Regions from separate parts of the Mus musculus genome. Here region 1 is linked to region 2. The links are chromatin contacts, called in public HiChIP or PLAC-seq maps. All regions are on one chromosome and are shown on one strand. The core of a region is the stretch at or near the end of the contact, and the rest is flanking DNA. Distances in the headings are between cores, read along the strand shown.

The links. HiChIP or PLAC-seq counts read pairs in DNA pulled down with a chosen protein or histone mark.
Region 1: a contact with region 2 is called in an HNF4G HiChIP or PLAC-seq map of pancreatic cancer cells. The contact joins two enhancer-like sites. A contact is called at or near these places in 2 of 39 promoter capture datasets (the 3T3-L1 cell line and embryonic stem cells) and 1 of 115 datasets of contacts at active chromatin or transcription factors (pancreatic cancer cells).

The regions. Positions count from the first base shown.
Region 1 is chr1:64,600,360-64,603,174 of GRCm38.p6, reverse strand. Creb1 (cAMP responsive element binding protein 1) reads right to left here. Exons shown (of 9, transcript NM_009952.2): 9 at 1-2,815. Among named protein-coding and RNA genes, the nearest start is that of Mettl21a, 16 kb to the left of the region's middle. Within about 2 kb of position 1,499, at least 86 of the 459 cell types and tissues checked have an H3K27ac peak or open chromatin away from gene starts, as enhancers often do. A contact at or near this core is called in pancreatic cancer cells, where this site is marked.
Region 2 is chr1:63,848,884-63,851,777 of GRCm38.p6, reverse strand. No RefSeq gene overlaps it. Among named protein-coding and RNA genes, the nearest start is that of 4933402D24Rik, 81 kb to the right of the region's middle. Within about 2 kb of position 1,372, at least 12 of the 459 cell types and tissues checked have an H3K27ac peak or open chromatin away from gene starts, as enhancers often do. A contact at or near this core is called in pancreatic cancer cells, where this site is marked.

The DNA of each region.
Region 1 (2,815 bases), core at 250-2,749, 750 kb before region 2:
AAAAGTGCTAAAAAGAATTCAGTAAAATTGAGTGTTTAGATGTGTTGTATGAATTACAGTTTTCTGTTGCTAAGCATTACAAGCTTGTGATCATTCAATGTAATCTTTGCTCATTTGACAAAATAACATCAAGTCCAAGAAAATGAGGGTAAACAAATACTAGCTTGGGGAGGGGTGTCCCAGGCCCAAAAAAGAGACTTTACAGAGTTTTTAAAAGCATGTTTATGTGACTGCACATAAATGTCTGTGTAAAAAGGGCATTATGACAGTTGATACCACAAAGATTACAGTAAGAAAAGCACTTTAAGACAATATTTCACAAATTCACAAGGATCACTTTAATATACAAAGTAACTGCTACCATTCTGAACACAAAGCAGCCAGTATGTACATAGTGTTAATAAAATGCATGGTGTCTTGGTACTTTTATTCTTTACACATAAAGCACAAAAAGATTTAGGTAAAAAATTTAAACAGGGACGTTTCTAGATTGTAGGGAAGGTTATTAGAAATGTATTCCCCTTCTCATAGTTATTAGTACTCTACTCCAATAGGAACATCAGAGTTAAAGCTGATACCCTGTTTTGTGCTGACAGTTCTGGGGAGGTATTCTCTACTCCAGTACTCAAGGAAAAACCAAACAGCCAAATACCATTCTAGGACTTCCCTGGTTATTTTGTTTTTCAAAAGTCTCAAGTGACATGTCTAGGTTCCACTGGGGCATTATAACCGATGTGTACAGATCAGCTCAAGACAGCTTTACACAGAAAACTGCTAACTAGCACACTTCTTCACCATCCTAATAAATCTACACACACAGAAAAATGTTCACAAAATTTCCCACTTTTAATATAAATAATTTTATTACATACACATTGAAGTGGCACCTGGGTAAAAATACGTCTATAAAGCACTTACCAATTCAATTTTAAAAAACATAAGAAAATAAAACTTCCCAAATATAATAAATCATTTCATGTGGCCAACATAGATTATGATCTGCAGTGATCTTTCTTCCCTACTGATTTTTTCAACATCTCGGACTTACTCTTATCTTTTGAGATGCCCTTAGAAGCTTAGAAATGCTATACTACTATGGACAAGTAGTAAATCATGCCTGCAAAAGTAGGAGTTTCCTACTTTTTGACCCTTCTTCCTTTTTCTTGCTGGTAACAATGTAACATTTCCCCAGCTGGGACCCACCCCACTGCAGCAGTGGGACAGGCCAGCTCATCCTCAGCTCTGCTGCTTTCATACTGTCAACTCGCTTCCCAAACTTTGCTCTCTTATTTTTTTTTTAATTTTTCTTTTTTTTAAAAAATAAATTTCAAGCTAAAACACCTGAAATATAATTCCTCCATTCAAATGTTATCTGGTCCTTGTTAAAGTCTGTCTGCCCCTGAGGACACACACAAAGGCTTAAAACTACATTCACTAATCAGTAAGCATACCATGAGCAGATGAGTCAGCCGGAACTTCAGCACCCTGTTTGATTTGTTTGAAATTCTTCCATACTGACTCAACTTCATGATACCTTCAACCCCTCAAGGATTATATGCCTCTCTTGGCCATTGATTCTAGAAAGTCAAGGAAACCAGTTCCTAGTACATAACAGTGACTGTTAACTTAAAAAGTCAACATTAACATTGAAAGTAATCAAGACACACACAAGCCACCCAAAACTCTAGTTGTGCTTTGTACATCTCAGTGAACACGTTTATTCTAGAATGAGTCACCTACAGGCCTAACAAAGCATACTGTACTCCCCCGCAGTCAGAAACCAGTTACGTTTAGGCAGCATTTCTCGGAAGTTAACAAAGCCAAATTAAAATGATTTAGTAACATCGATTACATGGTTTCCCATGATGACAACAAATTAATTGCTTTAACAAGGTTTGTAATCTTCTGAAAAAAAACTTTTGGCATGCTCTACATAGAACTAAAGTTGGAGGATGAAATTTAAAATTATAAGTACTTATTTTTCCTTCACTATTAGTCAAACCTAATTCCCAGATATTTAGCTTTTATAACATGCTTAAGGCTAGCTATGATACTGTGATCAATGAAACGCTTCCATTAAGGAGTCATGATTTGAAGGAGGAAGACAAAAGGGTCAGCTGAGAACTCATTGATAAGGAATTTCCCAAGTTGCTGATACCCAAACTGGGTCCTTAAAAAAAAGTGCAAGTTACAGCAAACCTTTACAAAGAACTACTGTAAATACAACCTCAAGTCAACATACAGCCTGTGTACTGGGCCCCGGGATGCTGTGCCAATCCAGAGTTTCAGTGTTACAAAGGCAGAACAAAAGCCTCTGGAAGGAACTGAAAATGAAGCAGCTATTGGTAGAGAAACCGATTTGTGTTACTAGCTGACGAGTCAACAGAGAACCAAAGCTTCCTAAACAGGAAAGGCAACATTTTGACTGAAGTCACTTCAAGTACGTAAAAGCATTCCGGGTTATATAAATGTTTGTTTCTAAGCCCCAATATTTGTATGATTCCATGTCACCCTAAATGGTCGAAAATAGTAGGGAGGAGTCCTGAGAGGCAGAGACCGGCTTCAGCCAAGAGGGCTTCTGGCTGGACAGCCTGCCTGACTGGTTTGTGCTTTAGACAGTAGCACTGCTTGCTGGCCTACCATCAAAACACATCTTGACAAAAATCCCTGTTCAAATGAAACATGAAAAGTCTTTGCCCAAAATGATTCTTGAAACAATTCTCTTAAAACCTTTTTTCAAAATGTTCTTACCAATTTTATAGCTGCCAGAAACAAAGCAGGGGGAAAAGAGCTTGGGGTTTAGGAGTTTTTAAGT
Region 2 (2,894 bases), core at 123-2,622:
TAAATGTTATCCCCTTTCCTGGTTTCCCTTCAGAAAACCTCCTATCCCCTCCCCCTGCCCTGCTCAGCAACCCACCCACTCTCACTTCCTAGCCCTGGCATTCTCCTATACTGGGGCATAGAACCTTCACAGGACCAAGGACCTCTCCTCCCATTGATGACCAACTAGGCCAGAGGATGCTGTGTCTTTTTGTTGGTCCTTGAGGTGGGAGGCAGAGGGGCCAGGTTTGAGTGATTTCCTTTTTTAAAAAGTTTTTCAGATGATAATGTGCAACCAGTATTAAAAGTCTCTGGCATAGACCTTTCAAGTTTATTAAGACAGGTTTGACTGAGTTCAAATAGTTCATTCAATTTCACATACCTCCGTTTCACTGCAGAATGCCCCATAGTCTATTCCTGTTATCTATTTAAAATTGCAATATTATTATTACTTTTATTCCCTTCTCAAAGGACTGCATCCACTCTGGCACATCATGTGATTGCCCGCTTTCCAAGGTGCAAACTCATGAATATTCTTAATTAGAACTGTGGTTTCCTGATCTTTCCAATCCAGCTAAGATGGGACTTAATTACAGCAAGGGACCAGGAACATCTGGCAGGTCTAACAACCATGATCTGTGCTTCTGCATGTGCCCTGTGAGTTGCCAGCAAAGCCGTACATTACTGTGATTGCTGATGCTCAGTGGAGATGTAGAGGAAGAAGGAAGCAGAGCCAGCAATAACCTCTCAATTAAGTTTTCCGAAAAATGCAGATGATTAACTGGCTACAGGCAGAGTTTACTCTTCAATCAAAAACAGGAGCAACAACATAAACCAGGCACACCTGCCATCCCAATGACTTAGGGATAGTGAAAAGAAACATTCCATCTTTTTACATTAGCAGGCTGTCCAATGTTTGGCAGCTCCTTTCCATGTGATTCTAGTTTCCTTCCTTCATTAGTATGAGGCTCAAAATAAGTTCTATTCAATTTCATATTATCGACTTGATTTATGTCAAAACACTGTATGTGGTATGACCCAGGCCGTGATTATCTTCAGGGAACCATGACTAGATATTTAAAACATAGTCTTTGAAAACTGATTATTATTTTTTTGGAGGGGGAATTTCACCTTATTTTTAATATGTTAATATTTATCGTTTTAAATTTAATTTCATAATTGAAAACTTTGTGTAGGGCTTTTGGTAAACAACATTGGGGATTTTATCTAGAAAATGTACAGTATGGTAAACAGAAGAACCAATCTTCTGGTGATGTCTAGAAATCAGTGGAAGAGAAGACAGAGTTCCTTCATAATTACAGCACTGAGCAGCCTGTGATAATGGATGAAATGAGCTTAAAGTAAACAGACTTTGAACTTGTCAGGGAGAAGGCAAGAACGCCAATGGGGCTTTCTTACTTTATAAGCAAAAACTGGGAAATCAGGAGTTTCGGGTGACTCATGACAAACAATGATGTAAGAAAGAGTCACTTTTGGGGGCAGAGGGCATTATCACATTTAATTCTTAACCCTGGGAGATTATTTTCAATGTACAGATAAACAGCCACAATTCAAAAGTGCAAAGCTGTTTCTCAGAGATCTCTGAGCAGCAACTGACTTAGCAATCAGTTGATGGAAGGGTGACCAGTACAGCTCAGCTCATCTGTTAGAAGGCTGGGAAGATGCAGCCAGATTGTAGTCTAATCAAGGCAAGATCGCACAATGGGACTGCCAGGTAAGTAAGTTCAAAATTAGCTCCATATTCGTGTCAGCCATTTATGACTTATACATCATCCAGTGCACATCTGCCTGAGAGCTGGGACACCACACCTTAGTCCTAAAAGCACCCCCTCCTTTAAGCTTTCTTACACTTCTGTCCTCTCATTCCCTGTGGGCCCACACATCCATTGTTCCTTTGTTTTTTCTACTCTCTTCTCTTCCAGTTCAGAGAATGAGCTCTTGGAGAGTCTCTTCCATCCATACTGATGGGGGGATCCTTGAGTCTTCTCCCTCTACACTTTGACATATGTCTCCTAAACAGATGCCAGGTCTTCTACTAGGAGAGGTGCATCAGGCCCCAGAGAGGCTGTAGGCTAGTGCTCGGTGTAGTATGCTCCAATCAGAACTAAGAGCCTGTAGACCAATGCTCTGTGCAGCATGCATCAATCAGAACTTTGCCAGGTGTTGACAGTAAGGAAGGACGAGTAAAGAGAGAGGAAGTCAAAATAAAGACAACAGGAAGAGCAGCCTCCCCTCTATCTATCCCTTCCTTCTTTCCTTCCTTCCATCCTCTTTCCTTTCTTGTTTGTGTTTCAAGATGTTTTTTTGTTTTGTTGTTGAGATATGGTCTCATTCTTTAGCCCAGGCTATCCCTGAACTCACAGCATTTTTCCAGATCACTTTGCACCTTGAAAATATCTTACAGAAATTATATATATATATATATATATATATCTTTTTCTCTCTTCCTGGTCAATAAGCTTTGGTTCCAGCTTGGCTTTGAACACAGGTATATAATGGAATGTCTGCAGGTGGCTTCAGGAAGACTTTTCCTGGCTTGCTCTACATTTTAATCAGAAAAGTTTTTCCTTGCCAGCAGATTTTCCTTAAAAGTCGTATTTTAGTTTTTAGGCCCTTAAACCTTTGTTTTCACATGGCTCACTCTGTGACAGGGCAGATTAGTAAGAGCCTGGATTGTCTCTGATCCACCAACCAGCAGAGATCACTGAGAGAGCAGGAGAGGCGGGAGGCGGGTCATTTGTCTTTCCAGTGGGCATGCACAAACGATCCTCTCCCCACATGTGCTCTGAAGAACCCTCTTCTTTCCCTTCAGGTGTTTGACCCTCTATTGAATAGAGGAGTTGATCAAAGTTGAAGCTGTAGCAAGACTGATGGAAAACCTCTATTTCTCAGGAA